Regions from separate parts of the Mus musculus genome. Here all the other regions are linked to region 2. A link is a contact called in public HiChIP or PLAC-seq and promoter capture Hi-C data. All regions are on one chromosome and are shown on one strand. The core of a region is the stretch at or near the end of the contact, and the rest is flanking DNA. Distances in the headings are between cores, read along the strand shown.

What was found. Promoter capture Hi-C pulls out the DNA fragments that hold promoters and counts their contacts. HiChIP or PLAC-seq counts read pairs in DNA pulled down with a chosen protein or histone mark.
Region 1: an H3K27ac HiChIP or PLAC-seq map of trophoblast stem cells shows a contact between it and region 2, with 12 read pairs. The contact joins the enhancer-like site here to the promoter of Aars in region 2. A contact is called at or near these places in 20 of 39 promoter capture datasets (the 3T3-L1 cell line, 3T3-L1-derived adipocytes, the C10 cell line and 13 more), 1 of 15 datasets of contacts at CTCF or cohesin (embryonic stem cells), 72 of 484 Hi-C or Micro-C datasets (the 63-12 cell line, B cells, the C2C12 cell line and 25 more), 22 of 115 datasets of contacts at active chromatin or transcription factors (the 230-238 cell line, the NIH/3T3 cell line, the SCID.adh cell line and 13 more) and 5 of 9 other capture datasets (adipose tissue, embryonic stem cells, embryonic tail and 2 more).
Region 3: a contact with region 2 is called in a promoter capture Hi-C map of 3T3-L1-derived adipocytes, with 2.5 times the contacts expected there. The contact joins the enhancer-like site here to the promoter of Aars in region 2. A contact is called at or near these places in 8 of 39 promoter capture datasets (the 3T3-L1 cell line, 3T3-L1-derived adipocytes, cranial neural crest and 4 more), 11 of 115 datasets of contacts at active chromatin or transcription factors (acute myeloid leukemia, embryonic limb bud, embryonic stem cells and 2 more) and 3 of 9 other capture datasets (adipose tissue, liver and pancreatic islet).

The regions. Positions count from the first base shown.
Region 1 is chr8:110,823,679-110,826,378 of GRCm38.p6, forward strand. Sf3b3 (splicing factor 3b, subunit 3) reads right to left here. Exons shown (of 26, transcript NM_133953.2): 12 at 2,417-2,568; 13 at 1,824-1,979; 14 at 487-642. Among named protein-coding and RNA genes, the nearest start is that of Snord111, 14 kb to the right of the region's middle. Within about 2 kb of position 1,388, at least 28 of the 459 cell types and tissues checked have an H3K27ac peak or open chromatin away from gene starts, as enhancers often do. A contact at or near this core is called in the HL-1 cell line, the NIH/3T3 cell line, bone marrow-derived macrophages and 4 more, where this site is marked.
Region 2 is chr8:111,032,471-111,035,170 of GRCm38.p6, forward strand. Aars (alanyl-tRNA synthetase) reads left to right here and starts at 1,372. Exons shown (of 21, transcript NM_146217.4): 1 at 1,372-1,793.
Region 3 is chr8:110,785,791-110,788,490 of GRCm38.p6, forward strand. The region is part of intron 1 of Il34 (interleukin 34); the gene reads right to left. Among named protein-coding and RNA genes, the nearest start is that of Gm15895, 18 kb to the right of the region's middle. Within about 2 kb of position 1,376, at least 14 of the 459 cell types and tissues checked have an H3K27ac peak or open chromatin away from gene starts, as enhancers often do. A contact at or near this core is called in 3T3-L1-derived adipocytes and adipose tissue, where this site is marked.

The DNA of each region.
Region 1 (2,700 bases), core at 138-2,637, 210 kb before region 2:
GAGTAAGTTTTGGGGAGCTCTTGTTTATTTCTGTCAAAGTGGATAATGGTCAAAGTAAGAAAGTCATATTAGGCCCTATAATAAGTAAAATTCCTTTTTAATCACCAGTCTTAGGATTTTAAACTGAAGGCAAGGCTCCAGTGGTTTAAAGAACTTGTTGCTCTCCCAGGATCTACATGTTGGCTTGGATACTTCCTGATACAAACATGCAAGCAAAACATGAACAACATAGATAGAATCTAAAACACTACAAAAGGGATTCAAGTCTTTTGAGGAAGAAACACATAGTAGCCACAGATCAACATCCTTAAACATCCCGAGGTGTGCTATGGGAATCAAAGGCGGCAGCAGCATACACCTCACCACACTGGGTGCTTAGGATCTCACTGCTGGACAAGATGGGGGAGAGGAGAGAAAAACAATAGACACAGATTTTAGGGAGCCAGGTGCTTAGGGCCCACCCAGAAGACTAAGAATGCCACTCACTGATGGGTCGAGGGAGATGATTCTGACAGTGTTGTCCACCAGCCCCACAGCCAGGAACCGAGATCGCTGTTCTCCAGGGGGCACGTTGGCCAGACTCATGCACACCACATCTGCTGACATCTCTTTCCGCTCCGTGTACTCATTCAACTGTCCTGACTACAGGAAGAAAAACAAAATAGGTCTGTGTGCTACAATTCACCCTGTAGCTCTGGACTATGTATGAAAGGAAGATGGGCTGTTAAGACTTTTTTTAAATTTAATTTTATTTTTGCCTCCTCTCACCCCTCTTTTTGCTTCTGAGATGGGGTTTCATGTAACTATTATTAGCTACGTTCAAGGATGAACCTGAGACCATGGCCTCCTCTGAGTTCTGAGATTACAAAGGGTCTGAACACACCCTGTTTATACAGTGCTAGAGATCTATCAACTGAGCAACACTGCTAACACTGTTTTATATCTCACTCCACTTTTTAGTAAGTCAGTGACCAAGAATCTCACCATTTCAGATCCCAAAATCAACTTCACAGGTTAGTGCCCCAGAGGGAAAGAAAAAAAGCAGGATGTAGCATAAATATACACTATCCTAGACCAAGAAACAAATATATAAAGCCATTTATCTGTTCTCATCATGAGAACCCTGAACAAAGCCAGCTGTGGTAATGCAAGACTATAATTCTAGCACATGGGAAACAGAAAGGGAGACAGAAGAACAGGGTCAAGGCCAATCTAGTCTACATGAGACCATCTCAAAAACAAAACCCTTTCCTAATACACCAAAGCCAATTCAAACACAGTCAAAACAACAACAAAAATGTCAAGTCTACTAGAGATTTCTGTAGAAGGTAAGTTCTGGATACATTTTCATATAAAATAGCAAAATCAGGAATAGTAACTCATGACTAATCACAGCACTTGTGAAGTTGAGACAGGAAGACTGCTGTGAGTCACCAGCCTAGAATTCTACATTAGACTGTATCTCAAAACAAAACAAAACAAAAAACAAAAAAAGAGAAACGAGACAGAAGAAAATAAAAGAATTCTTTACCAAATATTCACTAGAAGATGAGGATGAGGTACAAAACAAGCTATTTGGCTTTCAAGAGATTTCACATCTGTAATCTGAATTAGATTTCCTAGTTTTTGTCCTTAATCTTTAAAAAAGGGGCCAAACTGTCTTGTTTGTGGACACTTCAGAGTCCCAATTCTCTTTCTTGTGAATCCATGCATGCTTAAGATACATACACTGACAACACTGCCTAAGCACAACAACAGAACCCCACCCCAAGGACCATAATGGAAGATAACACAGGGCCAGCAGAACAAAACAAGTAACATACAGGATCCATCTCGAAATAGACCAGCTCTCCCCCAGTCAGGGCGATCACCACTTGTCGCTGGTTCACTGCACACTTCACAATCGTTTTCTTGCCGGGAGTCTTCCACTCATTAACTCTTTTATCTGCTCGTATGTGTCGGATGCCATCTGGATACACCTAGAAGTCAGTCAAAGAAGAACATCTAACTAGCAATCTGATTGTCACCCAGAATGGCCCTCACACTGGCACACTGGGACCACACAAATGAGGCACTGCTTGTTTTTGAAATGTTCATGCTTTGCCACCTCAGTTGAGAAAGGTCCCAAGCCCACATGTTAATGATAAAGATGAGAAAAGCAGTGATAGGGAATGACCAACAGGGAGGAAATGTTAGGCTTCAAATTTTCCTAACTGCCGAGTTATTCAAAGCCTGAAAGGGATGAATTCTCAGTACCCCTTTTTATGTTGATAAGACATTAGACCCTCCCCTCAGGTTTTCTGGAAGGTGAGAATGAAGAAACATGAATTCAAGCACACCACAAAACAAGAGAAGGATGGGCAAAGGATGGGCAAAGGACGGACGGCCAAGGCACGCTGAGGAGGTGCACGCTCACCTGCACCAGTGCATCATCTCCTAACAAGGAGCAGGACAAGGTTGGAGTGGTGCCCAAGAAGCCAGAGTCAGTCACTTCTTCCACAGTCTCTCCGATAGATAGCACAAGTGTGGCATTCACGAAAGACACAATGATGTAGGCATCAAACTCATCTGGAAAAAAGAAAACAGAGGAGCTGTTAGGAAAAATTCAAATTTACTAGCATTAGAAAGGCAGTTGAGACACAACAGTTTTAGAAACCTTTCACAACACTTCTATGTGCAGTCACTACACACATGCACACA
Region 2 (2,700 bases), core at 122-2,621:
AGACTATACTATGTCTGTGGATACTAATTGACTGATTAGATCTGAGGTCAGTACTGTGAAGACAGGAATGTCGTAAGCTCACAGGCTAATTGAATTTGTCTTGGACTAGTTCTGGCCTTCTGAAAACAACCATTCTTTGTCCATTTCTGTGTTTGAACTAATAAAGTCTTGTACTAACAGATAGAAACCATTTGGAATCTATTAACTTACCAGACCACTGGCTTCCACCATCCAAAAAGCTAAAGATGCCATCAGATAACATCTTGGGTCTATAGAAAAGCTTTCCATCTTGCTATAGTCGCCTTTCAGATATAACCATCACTATATTTTAAAATTACCTTGACTTATGACTCTCTTTGTTCTGTAAAGCTGTACATCATGAAAAAGTTTTCGTGTAATTTGGGGTTTCCTCATCTGTGAAAAAGTGGTACTAGCAGACCTGATAATACAGTTTAAAAATTAAACGGTGTGTGAACTTTTTAGTGTGATGCCTTACCTATAGATTTTAGGTTTTGTGTGTGTTATTTTGAGACTGTGCCCAAGGCCCAAGGGTAGCCTTAAGCTCTGATCCTCTTGGCTCTCAAGTGCTGGGACTATGGATGTGCGTCACCGTTGTAGGCGTTTCCTAAGAATGTTGACTTGTTTTCTAAAGCAAACAGAGGGACAGATGTCCTTTAACTTGGGTTACGTCATTTCTTCCTCTTCAAAATCAAGACCCGAATTTCTTCTTATTGGGACCTGAAGGACAAATATAAAGCTATGCCTAATGTCACAGGACTGTACTGCCTCCTACTCCGGAGGCTAAGACAAGAGTGAAAAATTCAAGGCCAACCTGGACAATTTATCCAGACCCTGTCTCAAAGAGAGAACCGGACGTATCAGTCAGTGCCAAAGCGCTTCGGCGTGGTTGAAGCACTTATTTCAGTCCAGGGTACCGTTAAAGAAGGCATGCCGATCTATACGCGATAACAATAAGAACATTTGATTGGTGCACACCTGCAAGACTGGCAAATCCCCTGATTTCAAGACCACCTTGCTCCGTTTCAAAAGGCCGAAAAACGAACCTTTGAGGTACGTGTATCACTTTGCAGTTAAACAGTTCTATGCCAAAATCTGTGATCGCCACCAAATTCATGTTTTCATTCCTCTTGTTAACTGTCAACTATTAGGGCTTTGCCAATAGAACCCAAAATGTCTGCCTCCTGAAGCCAATAGTCAACCCTGTCACGTGACACTCCATGTCCTAGCTTTCTTGAGCATTGCATCAGCCGAGCCCAGGAGCCTTCCCAGAAACCGGCTTGTTAGCTCATTCGCGCTCCGAATGATTGGCATGCCAGTGGACCAATCATATCAGAGGATGACAAGGCGTAGCGGGTCACTTTTCATCAGAGCGCTCTGATTGGATGGTGAGGTACGGCTCTGGCACCGGTTGTGGCGGGTGAGTATAGCTTCTTGTGCGCATCTGAGGGAGCAGGTAACTGCCGGCGAGTGGCGGTGGGCTCCGGGCAAGGAAGGACCTGGGGACCCGGACCCTCGGGAAAAAAAGCAAGTGAGCCCCGAGAGCTCTACGAGAAGAGCCGGCGCTTGGAGGGGGAGGGGCAGCTGCAGCGGGCTGCCGGGCGGTCCCGCCCCTGGCCTGGGTCAGGACCCGGTCTCCGCAGGAGCCGGATCTCGAGAGTAGCTTTTGCTATTCCCTCGGAGCACTGAGAGTGGTGTGGTTTCTGGTGGACTTGCAGAGGACCAAGACCTTGGGAAGATCGCGGTTGCTCTTCAGTCGCCACCCAGAGCTAAGGGTTTGTCTCCTCTAATTTTAATCTCTTAGGGGGTTAGGGAACCAGGCCTGAAGAGCAGGGTGACTAAGATAAATGGAGTCTCTCTAAGAGGCATCTTCATTCATTCTTTATTAGGTTCTCACACCTTACCCCAGACTGGCCTGAACTCAACTCTGTAACCCGGGCTGGCCTTGAACTCGCGGCAGTTCTCCTGCCTCAGCATTTCAAGTGCTGGAATTACAGGCGTGAGCCAGCACTCCAGACTCGCTTCTTTCTGTTGCTGTTTTGAGACAGGGTTTCACTATGTAGACCAGGCTGGTCTCGACTCACAGAGATCTTCAAGAGTGGTGGGACCAAAGGCGTGTGCTACGACCCTCGGCCCGATTCGATTCTTAAAAACAGAATAGTTGATACCTTCAGGTTCACCCGAACAAATATATTCAGCAATTTTTTCAAACAGTCTAAGTTTCCTGGTGTGCTTTGGAGTATGTTAGTGCAGAGCATGCTATTTACAGATTAGTATAATTAATCATGAGCATGGGTGACGACCACTTTACTAGATACTGAAAATACACTGTAACGGTGAAGTGAAGCCAGCCAGGATTCCTACTGAGATGTAACATAGACTGTGATTGGGAGGTGAGCATTAAATAGTCACACCAAATAAATCATTTGAGGCTAGGAGACAGTATAAAGAGGAGAGACCTGGTGAAGAAAGGAAAGGTTTGCTTAAGTATGTTTCTTTGTGATTGATCAAAACGACCTCATTAGGAAGAAGGGAAAGGAGAGGCCAGGCAGAACGGCTAGCTTGTAAATGGAAATATGTTACAAGGTCCTGTGGCTGAAGTCACCTTGTAATTCAAGGCCCTGGGTCTGGCCCCAAGCTTGCAAATACAAACAAATAAATAAAAGTTCTGAAGGCCTTTTA
Region 3 (2,700 bases), core at 126-2,625, 250 kb before region 2:
AACTGAAACCAAAGCAGAAGAAAGCTCTCCGGTGCCCAGGTCCTCCCTGTCCATCTGTGTGCCTCTGCGTGTGCATGTACATGTGTGTATATGTTTATGTGTATGTGAGAAAGTCGTGTGTGTGTGTGCGTGCGTGTGTGCGTGTGTGTGCGTGTGTGCGTGTGCCTGTGTGTGTGTGTGTGTGTGTGTGTGTGTGTGTGTAGGCAGTTGCATGTGGAGGCCAGAAGACAAAGCATCAGGAACACCTTTCACCTAGATCAGGCTGGCCTCGAACTCCAGGCTGCCTCTGCCTCCCAGACTGAAGGCATGCGGCACCACACCTGGCTCATCCATCTCATTTTTGTGACAAGGTCTCTTACTGGTCTTAAGTTTGCCAATCAGGCTAGGCTGGCCAATGAACCCCAGGGATCCGCCTGTCCCTGCCCCAACCCCAGGTCATAGTGCTAGGATAACACATGCACAAGTGTGTACCACCGCTCTAGCTTTAGAACAACAACAACAACAACAATGGTTCTGAGGGATCTAATTCAGATCCTCACAATTGCATAGTGAAGCACTTTATTGACAAGCTAATTCCCCACCCCAAGCCTGGTCTTAATGAGGAACAAGACGCAGCTGGAGGCTTCTGGCTCCCAAAGCTTAGTGTCTTACTACCATGACTTCTGTCTTAGGGTTTTTTACTGCTGTGAACAGATACCATGACCAAGGCAATTCTTATAAGGACAACATGTAATAGGGGCTGGCTTACAGGTTCAGAGCTTCAGCCCATTATCACCAAGGCAGAAACACGGCAGCATCCAGGCAGTTACGGTGTAGGAGGAGCTGAGAGTTCTACATCTTCATCTGAAGGCTGCTAGCAGAATACTCACTTCCAGGCAGCTATGGTGAGGGACTTAAGCCCACACCCACAGCACCACGCCCAGTCCAACAAGACCACGCCTACTCCAACAAGGCCACACCTTCTAATAGTGCCAGTCCCTGGGCCAAGCATATACAAACCATCGCAGCATCCTAGGCACGAAGCATTACTTTAGCGGGTTTTTGTTTTGTTTTGTTTTGTTTTGTTTTGTTTTGTTTTGTTTTGTTTTGTTTGTTTGAGACAGGGTTTCTCTGTGTAGCCCTGGCTGTCCTGGAACTCACTTTGTAGACCAGGCTGGCCTCAAACTCAGAAATCTGCCTGCCTCTGCCTCCCAAGTGCTGGGATTAAAGGCGTGCACCACCACCACCCGGCACTTTAGCAATTTTTAAATCAGTCGTGTTCACGAACTGAAAGAGGGAAATCCTGTTGTTTCAGCAGAGGCAAAGAGCGTCCTTGGCACAGCCCAGCAACTCTTTCCTGGTTTCCTCAGCAAACTCTGACCGCGAGGGAACCCCTCCTCCACCTGTGACAGCAGCCAGGCTGTGAAAGAGGCTTTTTCTCTGGGACAAGACATGTGTGTCTGCACTTGACACTACTGCTCAGCCTTGTCCAGTACAATAAAAAAGAAATAATAATAATAATAACAGAAAGCAAACAGATAAAAAGCTAAGACGTTGTAAAGGAGAAAGACAACTGCCCTGATGCTAGACAGGCCTGTTAGTTATATAGAAAACCCTGAGGTGTGTATAAACCCATAAGCCTAATGAATGTGTTCAGCAAGGCTGCAGGACACAAAAGCACTACACAAAACTATAAAATAATATTTTAAGCTAGGCAGGGTGGCATCCCCACGTAATCCCAGCACCTGGACTGTGGAGACGGGTGGATCAAATTAATGTCTCCCTTGGCTACACATCAAGTTTGAGGCCAGTCTGAGTTACATTAGACTTTGTCTTTTGTTTTGTTTTTTTTCCACCAGGGCTGGTGAGACAGCTCAGTGTATGAGGACACCCACGACCAACCTTGCCAACCTGAGTTTCACTCCTAAGATCTGTTTAGTGGAAGGAGAGAACTCAACCCTCAGAGTGGTCCTTTGACCTCCTTCTGTGGCATGTTCTCCCCCACCCCCACACACCCAAGGGGCTGGAGAGTTCGCAGAACAGTTAGGACTACACGATGCTCTTGCAAAAGCCCCGGATTCAGTCCCTAGAGCCTACGCGGTAGCTCATAATTGTCTGTAATTTCAGTTCCCGAGGATCAAATGCCTTCTTTTGGTCTTGGCAAACACTGCATGGACAGGGTCCACAGACATACATGCAGGCGAAACACTCATATACATAAAATAAAATACAAAAAAAAAACCCTATTATATTTAAATAGTCTAGTAAAAAAGGCCAGAAACAACTGCACTGTCCATCAGGAGATAAATGGGTTAAAAAAAAAAAACCTATCCAACTAATGAAATACTACTTGGTAGTGAAGAGTCAATTATTAATGTGCATTTTTGCACAGATGAATCTCAGATAAATTGTATGCATTGATAGAACCAGATCTTTCAGGCAGCGGTGGCACCCGTTTTTAATTCCAGAACTCTGGAGGCAGAGGCAGGCGTATTTCTGAGTTCAAGGCCAGCCTGGTCTACAGAGTGAGTTCCAGGACAACCAGGGCTACACAGAGAAACCCTGTCTCGAAAAACCAAACAAAAAACAAAAAACCCCTACAAAAACAAAAAAGAAACCTCAAGAGAAAGAACACCCTCTATATAATATTAATTTTAAACTAGAAAGTCTGAACTTGTCTACAGCAACAGAGATTAGGTTAACTGTAGTTTATAGATGGGG